2 separate regions of the Gossypium hirsutum genome follow, and region 2 is linked to region 1. Evidence: chromatin contacts called from public Hi-C data. All regions are on one chromosome and are shown on one strand. The core of a region is the stretch at or near the end of the contact, and the rest is flanking DNA. Distances in the headings are between cores, read along the strand shown. Region 1 overlaps LOC107926805 (putative lysine-specific demethylase JMJ16). Region 2 has its middle 10 kb from the start of LOC107962402.

What was found. A called contact is a pair of places that touch in the nucleus more often than the background predicts.
Region 2: a Hi-C map of leaf shows a contact between it and region 1, with 3 times the contacts expected there. The contact joins two enhancer-like sites. A contact is called at or near these places in 4 of 34 Hi-C or Micro-C datasets (hypocotyl and leaf).

The regions. Positions count from the first base shown.
Region 1 is chrA11:106,821,978-106,828,342 of Gossypium_hirsutum_v2.1, reverse strand. It overlaps LOC107926805 (putative lysine-specific demethylase JMJ16), which reads right to left. Exons shown (of 14, transcript XR_005904985.1): 10 at 5,858-6,365; 11 at 5,661-5,764; 12 at 4,886-5,083; 13 at 4,237-4,701; 14 at 3,471-3,880. Among protein-coding and RNA genes, the nearest start is that of LOC107926805, 12 kb to the right of the region's middle. Within about 2 kb of position 3,817, at least 4 of the 9 cell types and tissues checked have an H3K27ac peak or open chromatin away from gene starts, as enhancers often do. A contact at or near this core is called in leaf, where this site is marked.
Region 2 is chrA11:106,977,797-106,984,161 of Gossypium_hirsutum_v2.1, reverse strand. No RefSeq gene overlaps it. Among protein-coding and RNA genes, the nearest start is that of LOC107962402, 10 kb to the right of the region's middle. Within about 2 kb of position 3,636, at least 9 of the 9 cell types and tissues checked have an H3K27ac peak or open chromatin away from gene starts, as enhancers often do. A contact at or near this core is called in leaf, where this site is marked.

The DNA.
Region 1 (6,365 bases), core at 2,568-5,067:
TAAGGAACAGTGTAAAGAAAATTATTCATTTTTCTTTTTATAATTATATAATATAAAATAATAAAAAGAATAAAATATCTTAAATATAATAATTTCCATCCAAGGGTTACCATTTCATCTCACTTAAAATTAAATGGCTAATATTTTTTCAAAAATTCATAATTTAATAAATAATATAAGTACATAATTATCTTTAATCCAAAGGTTTACATTAATTCCCACTTCATTAAATAAATCCAATGGCTCAAATTCAATACACATGTCTAATGGTATTTTGGTAATTTTACTAAATATAAATTCACTTGAAAAATGATTATTTTTCCCTTTATAATCTTTTATTTTCACTTTTGAGTCATTTCTCACTTTTGGTAAAATTCCAACTTTAGTCCATTTTTTCCTAGCATTTCAATTTAATCCAACATCTTTTAAATTTTACAATTGACCCCTTCACTTCCATAACTTTACAATTTAGTCTATACTCAGATTAACATCTCATGATACACCACTTATTTCAAATTTATTTGGTATCCAATACTCTTCTCTACTATCACTAATATATCATATTTTATTTACCAAGAAAATCTACTATGCATATTCTCAATATAGCATCACCTATATAGTGGTTTTAGAAGCATTACAATAAAGCTTAACACATCAAAATTTGATTTTCTTTCTTATTAAGCCAAGGGCTACTTAAAAAATATTTCTTATCTCACATGTTATTCTCACATATATCAACATACATGCCTACTTTAAACCAAATATCGAATTGTCTCACACGTTTGCTAAGTCACTTAATCTTTATCAAACTGATCACCTTATATATATTCTTTAGGCAAATCTTTTATCCATAACCAATTTGCTTTAACATTTACCAACTTGGTTACAACTCATATTTCTCATATGCATTCAACTAATATTCAAATTTATGCCTCTTAGTCAAGTTTTCACTTCATATTTTGAGTAGATTAGTTTGATTTACAAGTTTGCAGACTAAACTTTGTTGCACACACGTTAATGACAGACTAAACGTCTTGAATTAAAGGAAAAAATAAAATTACTTATTGGGCTTAATTATCTACAAGCATAGAAGATCTTGGACCAAGAGTGTGCCCCAAACCTAATAGGTTTGGATTTGCACCTCCTTACACGCAAAGGATAACATTAACTTAATCATTCAATAATTACCAAGTTGGTTCATATATATAAACATATTCCACTCTTGATATCTAATCAATGTAGGAGTAAGCTATCCGTTTTCCTCGACATAATTTACAAGTGGCTTACTTTGAGCATCAATTTCTCATTCATCACTCAACCATTTTGAGCATATAATATACCATTGTAAAAGCCTCATGGGGTAGAATATAAAAACATACTTTTATGATTCAAATCTTCACCTTTACTAATCGAGAATATGTCTCAAAACTTCCAAAAATTTATTTTTTTCCAACAAACTTATTGTGGACTAAGTTCATTACTTATTTATTGCATTCCAAATTGATTTATTATCAAATTCGATTTCATAGCATTTTGTAGCTTTAGTAATGTAGACTCGAATATACAAAATTTTGTCCAAAACACACCAAAGATAATGCACCCAAGGTGCCCTAGCCAAACACACAAGATATAGATAGGAATTGCATACCCTCCAAACATATCAAGAGCACAAATGTGCTATGCCATAAGGCACTGTATCAAAACTCCCTTCCGCACATGCCCATATAAGTGAGCATCCAATTCTTAGGACATGCCTATTGAATCCTTGCTAGTGTATCAAGCTCATAAAAGCATTTCATCTTATTAATCAATTTGATATAGTTCATATACTTGCATAACATAATATGTTTTCATGGTTTCCAAATCACCCAATAGAGCTTATATTTCACACATATCACATTTTGATGTTTGTTTACACCTAAATGTCACTCATACTCATCCACATTATCACATTGTCACCTAAGTAACCTATATCATCATATATGGCTTCATGTGTTTACATGTGCACTTAACAAATTATCTCATGACTCAAGTTATTCCTATTTCTTAATTCACATTCTCATTTGATCATTAGGTGACAATGTCACCATAACGCACTTTATTAGACAATTATCTCATATAATTTTGAATACCAATGCTTATTAAGCAATTTCATTACCTTATCAATTTCATATCTCATATTAATCTTTGCCCTATCATATCACTCTTTCTCTTAGCCTAGTTTCAATTTCACATTATGACTATTTACTTTTTTATAACATATTAACTATATTTTTATTCCAAGCAAGAATCATGTTATAACACTTAAATTCTCAAAATATATCACAATTTCATTTTTATATGTTTCAAGATAGAACTCACTACCATTAAAAAAAAGGAAAAATTTCATTAATATTATTAGTTTCTTTCAAATTTTCTTAACATATCAAGACAGACTTTATCATATATTAGCACACATAATACTTTTAATCATTCATTTCACAATTTATCCAAACATATATTTATGGTATCAAAGATAAAGTTAGTGTCGATTGATTCTTAGCTCGATTAGCATGGGCATTGTTACCAATATAGGAATATATGAATTCAAGTGCGTTGAAATGTATTATCTTTATATTTATGAATTTTTTTCTCAAAAATTAAAAAATACAACAAAATATCAATACTCAAGCTTATTAGCTTTCTGACAACAAAAATCCCAAATGTAGAAAGTAGGAATGATAGAAACATAATTTCTTATCTTATTTGAAGTTTCTTTTCACTATTTTCAATTTTCTCTCATTAAATTCATGAAACATTGAACTTGGATGAAAAAGATACAGTGGAAATGAGTTTAGGAAGTGATTTTCTAAGTGACTTTAACCAGAAATCAAAATTTGGGTGTTGAAAATTAACTTGATTTTGAGAAAAAGCAAGAAAAAGAGAAGGGAAATTTTCCATTTCACAAGAGAGGAGGTCAACTTGTAGAGGCGAAAGGATTTTTTTTTTAACCCTAAAAATAATTCAAGTCAAAGTTGGTCAGAGTCCAAATAAAATTTGTGTAATCCACATTTACTCACCATGTTATCAACACATCCAATGGCACAAATTTGATCCCAACCATATAATATCTCCACTTAAAATATTTCTAAAACATAAATCTAATGTGAAATAACTAAAATACCCTTATACGAAAATTTTACACTTCAACAGTTTCTTACCACTTTTTGTTGACATTAAATTTAATACGTAATATATCCAAACTTCATAAACCATAATTATTCTTTAACATAAGTCCACAATAATAAAAATTAAACTTATTTTCTCTTCACGGTAAAATTATTATTTGATCCTTTTACTTTCAAATCTTATCCAATTTAGTTCAAATGTGATCCTCATCCTATCACTACATATTCCATATCGTTCCCATGTCAAATAATCATTATTAATTCGCATTTTCTCAATTTGACAAAATTGCAACTCTTTCCATCTCAAATATGAAATTAATTCCTTGATCTCTCTTTTAGCTAACTTATTTTCAACGATACCAAATGTTGTATTGAAAATTTGGGATATTACAGAGTCTACGTGCATCGGTAGGTTGTGATTTCTATAGAAGAATATGTTAGAAAGACGCTACAATTGCAAGGAGTTGAAAAGAGAACGAAAGAATGAAACAAGAAAAGAGGAGTGAGAGAAACAAAAGACCAGGAAACGTTTAAAAAGGATTTGGTAAGGTGTTTGATCCTCATGCAACTTAGCCTCTCACCTCAATTGACTAGGTCAACACTTCTGGGGTATCCCGAAACATTCCGGCAGCCCCCCAACTCATTCTTGCACGCACACCATTTCGGACTTGTAGCACCAAGAATGGCCCTACTTAGGCAGACCGTGACACATTCTGCAGATTGGTTTGAAAAAAAGGTAGACATGATCTAATGTAAAACTAAAATAACTTTAGTGAGAAATACAATAATTATATTTTTTCCTTATATCAGAACTGTATACAGACTGATCCTTTGGCCCATATTTAACCTTTTTTTAATGAAAATAAGTGAAATTAAAATGGTTTTAAGTGGAAATGCAGAATTGCAGATTGTGGTAGCCGCTGAAGATTGGAGGCCAACATGACATTAGATGGTTTCGAAAATCGACCAGTTGAACTTTCAGAAGGCATTTTTCTTTCTTATGCTACAAAAATCAGTCAGTATGCAAAAATCCCACCGGAAAATAACCTACTCTTATCACTCTTCTTACCTGAAAGAATGGTGGGTTGAATGGAGGCTGTACGTGCAGTGTGAAGGCAGGATATTGATATTTACAGTGACGAAAAATGTGGGATATATCGACTCGAATTTTGAATCCGAATCACCAAAAAAAAATTTTCAATCATGTAGGTCGACGACTGCGAATCTCCTCCTTAAGGAGTTGAGCCACACGGTCTACATCCTCGGGAGACCTTTTGTCACTTAATATGCTACAAAGTGAGCTTAATTCTTCAGAGCTTGCCTTCTTGAATAAACCTAGTAGTGTGTCAACTTCACTGGGCAGGCATTTGTTCTGAGGAGCCCCTGCATTATTTTGTTCCCCAGATGTTCTAAGCAAGTTGACACCATTACTAGGGGTATGAGAATGTTGTAGGAACTGCACTTGAGGCCGAGAGTAAGGCCGAGAGTCCCAATACTCCATACAAACTCGATTGCGATCCATTGCCTCAACGGCCTGGTTTATGTTTAAACCATACGAGAAATGAGTCTTTACTTCAAATGTCAGAGTTAAGCATTTACCATAAAATCAAACTGTTAAGCCATTAATAATAGTCAATGCATAAAGGGAGAGGGGAGAAACAGTTAAAATAACCTAGTTGACCAACATTTTTCATATAATAATGTAAAAACTAATTTACCTGCACAATTTCTGGTGAAGAAAAACCAAACATCTCAAACCCATCAAGGCTACCAGGAGGCTGCAATGGTGGGAGGTTGGTCCTTCCTAGTCTATGTTGTTTCGTTATCTCTTGATTAACTTTCTCCCTCACCATCTCCCAGCATCTGGCAGCTGAAACATGAACAAATACTTCACTGGGACAGTGCTCCACAGATACCTGAAACCAAATCAACATTTAAGGCCATGCATGCTTAAAGAACAATACATTTCTGGTCATTATTTGCCCACTTTGCTCTAACCAAAGATGAAATTCAAAACTAAGTTGGAAGATAACTTTTAAAATAGAAGTTAAAATTCATCAGATGAAAAGATGACAGCAAGCACTCCAAATGGTATTTGTTTAGAAAATTATACTATTATCTAAAACAATCAAGTCTGCTAGAGAACAAGAGGAGTGATTTGTTTCCTATAGATCAGATGGCAAGATTCAGTCAATTCTGCCTAACAATCAAATATCATTAAGATACATTGCATACATAAGCTACTTTCTTGCTCTCTGCAAAGATCAACACAATGAACATCAGAGACAAATAATTCAGGAACGAAGATAAATCTGTCCGTGTCTACTATGAGTTCCCAAAATCATGAAGGCATATGAGTAAGAACAACATTTTCAGGTAAGAGATAAAAATGTAGTAAAAACACTTAACATTTTTTCAGGTAAGAGATAAAAATGTCCAATTAATAAGATAGTGGTACAAAAACATAATTGATACCATAAAATTTTCAATTACCATGAACAGAGGTCCATCCCTCTCCGCATCCAAAATTTCTGAGACATAGTATGCCATATTTGTTGGATCTAAAACACTAATATACCTAACCCGGCTCTTAAATCCTGCATTGATTAGAATAACCGAGTGAATACATCTAGCTAGTATACTTAGCATATTGACATGCATCAGCCTTAGTAAACACCAATGCAACTAACCTTTTGGGAAAATGGCCTGGCTGTTACACCATAATTTCCCAGAGAGCACAACTCCAAATTCCAGAGGCTCAACATTACAGTTGATCCTACGCACTACCTTAGCAATGCGAGGACCTTTCTGCCGGACATTTCTGTCAACATTATTTTGAGAGCAAGACGGCCCACCTACATTAGTTCTTGTGTTGTCAACTAAATTTGCAGAGGCAACGGCTCCCATCTTCTCATGCTTATCCTTGTCAACTTTTTCACTTCCCCAAGGCACCAGATGCTGAAGGCTGCTTTCACCAGTGAACAGATTATTCTTGTTATTATCCATCTCTATGGTATTAGAAGAATCCTGAACATTTCTACCAGATTCTGCAGTGGCAGATTCTAAATGGCAAAAATCATTCTGGCGACTAGATCCTAGCAATGTGATTCCATTTCCAGAATGCTCATCTTTCACTTCCGAATAATGAGATGAATGATTATTTCTTTGTACATCAGGGGAATTGGCATCCTTTTGATT
Region 2 (6,365 bases), core at 2,387-4,886, 160 kb before region 1:
TAAGTCACATTTAGATAAACATTTTTTATAGTCAGGTATAAACTGCACGAAATCAAAGTTTATTTATAACAATGCACATTTGTTCAAAGTTTATGTATAATTTTGAGATTAATCCCTAATATATATAGGTGGTAAAGTTTAGTTAAATGTAAATACATTTATAATTATATTGAGATGAAAACTAAATCTTTTGTATTGAAATAGCCTTAATTAATTTTTTAATTTTGAAAAAAAATCAAAATATAAAATTCCTATTTTAACAAAAAAAAAAAAAAAGAAAACCCTTGGGCAATTTTGAATTCACCCCGATCTACACACGTAGATGGCATAGTATCTCAAATTTTCATCTTTCTAGAGAAAACCCTTTTTCTTTTGTATTGTGATTCACAAAGAAATTAATTGACACTGTGTTTGAATGAATATTAAAAGACATTTCCCATAACTTGTTTCCTTGCTCAGCCTTCTGAAGAAAAAGATTTCCGAATTAAAGAGAATTTCAGTTGAAAACATAAAGAAGAATATACATTCATTAATCTAATGCTAACTAAATTAATGGCAATCACATATTGCAACTTCAGCTTCTTTCATTTAACAACTTTATTCAATAATATAAATGCGAATTATTGATTTACAATTGGCAAAGGTTTATCGTCTATAAATTAATTTTGTATACTAATAACAAGTGGATGAATTTGGTATTTTGTATAATTTAAAATTATATTTAATACATTATTTGGATATGTTTAGGGGATGATATAATAATTCCTTATGAAAAATGTCAATTAACATGACAATATACATTATAAAAAATTAAAATTTTGAAACTTTTAATAAACAAAATTTAAACTTTGTAATTATGATATAAAAACAAAATTGTTAAAAAATAATGTAATTTATTCTTTGAGATATAATGAGATATATTTTTGAAATTTTCGAAATATACAACTTAAATGAGCATCAGGTGAAAACTACATGCCAAATTACAAAGTTTAAATATAATAAGCTTACTTGCAAATGTTCAAGGAATTATTTTCCATTAATGTCACCCATCACTTTTTCTTGGATGTGGAATTAGACACTGACGTATCTCTTTGGAGGTTCAAACTAAATAATAAACATATATCAAATTTTACTTTTAGGCTTTATAACATGCTAAGAAAAAACTTTATTTCTTTTAATTATGAAACAGATGTAAAAATTAGCACTTACCTCCGATACCACACAGTCAATATGTGAAACATGGTTGCATTCTTTGCAAGAATAAATGCATGTCATGCTCTGGGTTTCTTTTTGTTTCACATGTATCACAATAGTATTCTTCATAATTATCTTCAATCACTAAAGTTGTGAGTACAAGTGGATGCAAATGACGTTTGTTCTTGACGACGGAAGGTAGTGAAATGCATTCAAGATGTATATAAAACATACACTTGAGGCAGCTGAACAACGTGTCCTTACAAGCTTCACCACATGAATCACATTGGGGAGATTCATCACCGAAAAAACCTTTCCCCAAATGTAGAAGATGGTGATCGGCATGGCAATTATGTTTTATCTCACGAAATTGATACTTAGCGCATGAATAGTGCATTGGGAAATTGCATGCTACACAAAAGAACAGCATGCCTTCAACGTCTTCATTGCAGGCTTTGCATGGAGGTCTCCACTCAGATTGGAATGGAAATATGGGAAGAGGATGTTGTGGATGGAACGAGCTCTGAACTTCCTTCGGTATGTGCTTGAGACAAAATTCGTGTAGAAAGAATCTTAAACAATAAGTGCAAGCATATATTATACCGCAAAGGCGTTGTCTACGTGCCATGCAAGTCAAATCAAAGTTTGGCTCTGTTTGTAAAATGCCGATCTTGCATTGTGTAATTAGATGGGGGTGACTAAAATGGTTGAATATGGTTTTGACTTTTCTCACTTTTTGGGTTTCATCTTTTGAAGTAGCACATTTGTTGTCAAGGTTGAATGAACAAAGTTTACAGCTATAACGTGAACCAATACATAGTTCTTCACATCTGTCACACATAAATATTGTTTCTTCTTCATAATCATCATTTCGTATCAATGGGTGAGGATGAAAAGAAACACTTAGTATCCGAGAAAAAAAAAAGGAATTGTTAGAGATAAGGATAATTTATTGTTTCTCCGCTTTCATTTTGGAATTTTAAATATATTATTTCAATTCTACACATTGTCAAATTGTGATATGATTAGTATATTAATAATCTTTGAGAACTAAAATAATAAATTATTACATAGATACTAACCATCTCCAATCCCAAACTTCCATCGTCAAAATTCTCTTTTCTTTGAGGATCTAAATGCATCTTTTTCGGAGGCTCAAGTACCTAAGCACAAATGTTTAGTTTCATACTTGTACCAAATACAACAAAACCTTCGTAATAAGTTTAGGATAGTGAATAACATCGGTTTTGTTTTGGTTTAAAACTTAGTAATTATACATGTGCCATTTTTTTACCACGCACATTTCTATTGTGAGTTAAACGACTACTATTTTAGCTATTACAGTTGTCTTACCTCGGAAAGGAAACAATGAATATATGCAATATAATTGCATTCTGCGTAATAATAAACATGGTGTAGTCAACCAATTTTGTCCGGGCCCATTTAATTTATTTGCAAATAAATAAACCCAAATAAATGAATAAAAGTCCAAGACTAAATAGTTCAAAAAAAAATCCATTTACAAAACACTAAATAACCCATGGCCCAAAACCCAATTCTAATAAACCCATTTTCTAACCAAATACCCCAAAACTTTTTAGCCCAATTACATAATGTCTGGCCCAAATTGTATATTTCCAAAACCCAATAAAAATTAGCCTAAATAACCCCAAAACCCGAGGCCCAATGCACCTAGAATTATTTCAATTTCCTGAGAATGCTAGAAGCTTCTAGAGTAAGCCAGAAGGACACCAAAAGGTTAGCTTCTCACGAGAAATTTCCACGCTCAGCCTCCACGTCACCAGGGGGGCTCCTCCGTACGGCCGTTCCCGCAAAGAATACACGAGAAGAGAGATAACAGAATTTACAGAAGATGACAGCGATGAACATAGAATTTCATTTTTTTACTTTATTCTGTAAATCCAGGCTATAAAAAGCCTCATTTTTGTACTCCAGAGATTTTTATGCACACAGAATATACATCTACATATGCACACTAAATTCTGAAAAAAGGTATTTCGAAAGCAAGTTTATAAACGTGATTTTCAGTTTTTTTTACTGGCTTTTAGTATTTTTCGTTGAATCTTTTCATTTTTTTCTCAATCTTTCGATATTGTATTTCAAAATAAAAAAAGAAACGAAAAGGGGATCTTACTTTTTCAAATTCGCCACGGATTCTTCTTTGCTTCGTTGAGATCGAAGTATGAGGAATGATCTTGAGGCCGCAAACTGGTTTCTGGATTCTGGAAGTTCTATTGTTGGAGGCGGTATGCTAAAGGAAACCCTAAAATAATGGGCTGATAGCATGATTCATTTCAAAAGGGGAAGGAATTATGTTTTAGGTTAAAAAATGATTCAAAAAGAGGGGGTTAGCAGCAGGCCTAAAACGACGCCGCACAGGGGGGAGGGTCCGCGCGTTAACCCGCCTAGAGCCCCGAATTTGTGCCTTTGCGCCTGGAATGGTATATTTTCGCGGAAGGTCCCTCCTCCTTGTACCGCGGCGCAATCTGCTCCCATCTGCGTTTAATCTGCTTTATTCTCTTTTAAATTATCCCTAAAATTTGAAATACTTTTATGTTTTAGTCCACATTTCAACACAATGTTTCAAGATCAGGGATTATTTCAATATTGATCCCTGTAAATTCATGTGTGTTATATATGTGTCTCCTTTAATAGTTTTACTTATTTTGTAAATTTTCTTTTTATTTTACTTTAATTTCGATTAAGTATTTTATTAGATTTATGTTATAAATTTGGGTTTATTCACTTATATATTTTCAGTCTTTTTATTAATGTTGTATATTCATCCTTGTTTTATTTTCGTTTTTTATTTGTTACTGTTTATATCGTTTGTAATGTTAATATTAATGGTATTATTTGTATTGTTGGTTACTTATTTGTTGTAATTTGGGATACTTGAATTTCCATATTGTTGTACATTATTTTATGTGTTATTATACATGTATATACCTCATAATACTTGGTTTTATTCCATGAACATTATTAACATTAAAATTAACTATTTTTTCACATATTGATGTTATTAGTATTTGTTTTTTTAAATAAAATCGCATGTTATATACATTAACTAAATTTTAACTATACATGTACGAAAATTATTGATATACATAATTTAAATACCTTTTTAAATATTAGTATTTTTATGCATATAATTTCTTTTAGATTTATTTACATATCTTTCTTCTTTTTAAAAAAATCCATCATATTTTGTGTATTATTTAAGTTATTATTAAACATATATTTAGAGCATATATTTAATTTGTATTCATTATTAAAGCCAAGATATTTTTATACATATATATATTTTTTGTAGTAAACTCATATAATTGTGTTTTTAAAATTATTACGTATATAAGTTATGTTTAATTCTATAATTCATATTTTAATTAAATGATATTTTGACCTATAATTATTTCTAGCATTTTTACATGTATATGGTACATATTAAATTATTTTTACTATGGTACATGTTATTAATTTCATATAATTTTGTGTAAATATTTTTTCTATGTATATATACATCCTCTCTTAAAATTATTTATGTGTATAATATTTTTAAGAACCCTTTTAAATCATATAATTTATTGTATTTCATATTATTTATATATATATATTTACTTATATAACTTATATATTTACTTCATTTTTTTATTAGTTTTATTTTTTATCAATACAAAGGTTTCATAAATTGACTTTGTATATTATTTTATATCATATATTGTTATTCCTTCATATTTAATATATTATTTAAATTATCTTGTGAATTCTCAATTTTTGAATAAATTTATGTTTTAAATATTTTGTGCATGATTTGATTTGAACTTTGAAATTTATAATAATTATTTCAATAAACATATATCCCAAGTTTTATGCAAATGTGTCAACTTAGATATATTATATGACCATTAATCCTTCATTTTGTTTCATACATATTTTTGTACATCATTTTATTTTGTGTTATGATCATGTATACTATTTTTTTTATTATTCATTATCCATGCTTAAAGAATTTTTTATTACATTATACCTAGAATGAATGTTAGACATATTAAGCAAGGTTTATTGTATTTCGAGTATATTATTTCATATTTTTTTTATTTTTTATAATGCATTAAATATTTCATTAATTTTTAAATGAATAAACATGTTTTTTGAGCAAATTTCTAAATTTCAATTATTTAAAGTTTTTGAAATAAGGCAATATCTAATATTTGGGGAATTCGGAAAAATTATGCTCAATCGTACTGGGTATGACTTTTCCGACGAACCAAATATTTAGATAACCTTTTATACTTTTAATGCATAAGTTTTTTTAAAAAAATTCGAAAATCGATCGTATCTTAAAGGTATAAGTAATCGTATCCAATCGTACTGGGTATGAAATTGCATATCTTCGGAACGGGAAATTTTTGACAGCTAATTTGAGCTATTAAAATTTTTTTTATTTACTTCGAAAAATATTTTTTAATCTAAGGACAGCATCAAATCAATTTGGTACCAGTTTTTTGGGCGTAATGAGGGTGCTAACCCTTCCTCATGCGTAACCGACTCCCGAACCCGTTTTTCTTTATTACTCCTAAACCAAATTTATTTTTCATTGAACAAAGCATTTTAATAGGTGGTCCAATCACATCTAAATCAAGAGATTGGTGGCGACTCCACACTCGGTTTTAAAAGTCGATTCCCATTGTTTTTTAAAATAAAAAAGGGGTTTCGACACATGGATTTTTGGATTCCTTTCTGTCTCACACATATCGCAAAAATAATCTCCCGAATCATCTTCAGCAAAGGGACTTACAAGTGTAAGTGGATGCAAGTGACGTTTATGCTTAAAACTAGACGGTAGTGGCATACATTTAGGATGTACATTGAAATCACACTTTTTGCATTTTATTCCTTAAACGATCTCGGATTATTAAAAGAGCTTTTGTAAGTTCGTTTTAATCTTGAAATTGATTATATAGTTGGTGTTAATAATGTTTTAAACTTGTTAGTATGTATAAACGGCTAAATTGAATTGTAATTGATTGTAATTGCTCCGGAAATGAATTTGGTATCCTGTAGCTCAAACCTGGCAATCGGGTCGGGGATATGGGGTGTTAAATTTAAAAAAAAACAGTACAAGTTCAATATTTTGGCTAGAACTTGAG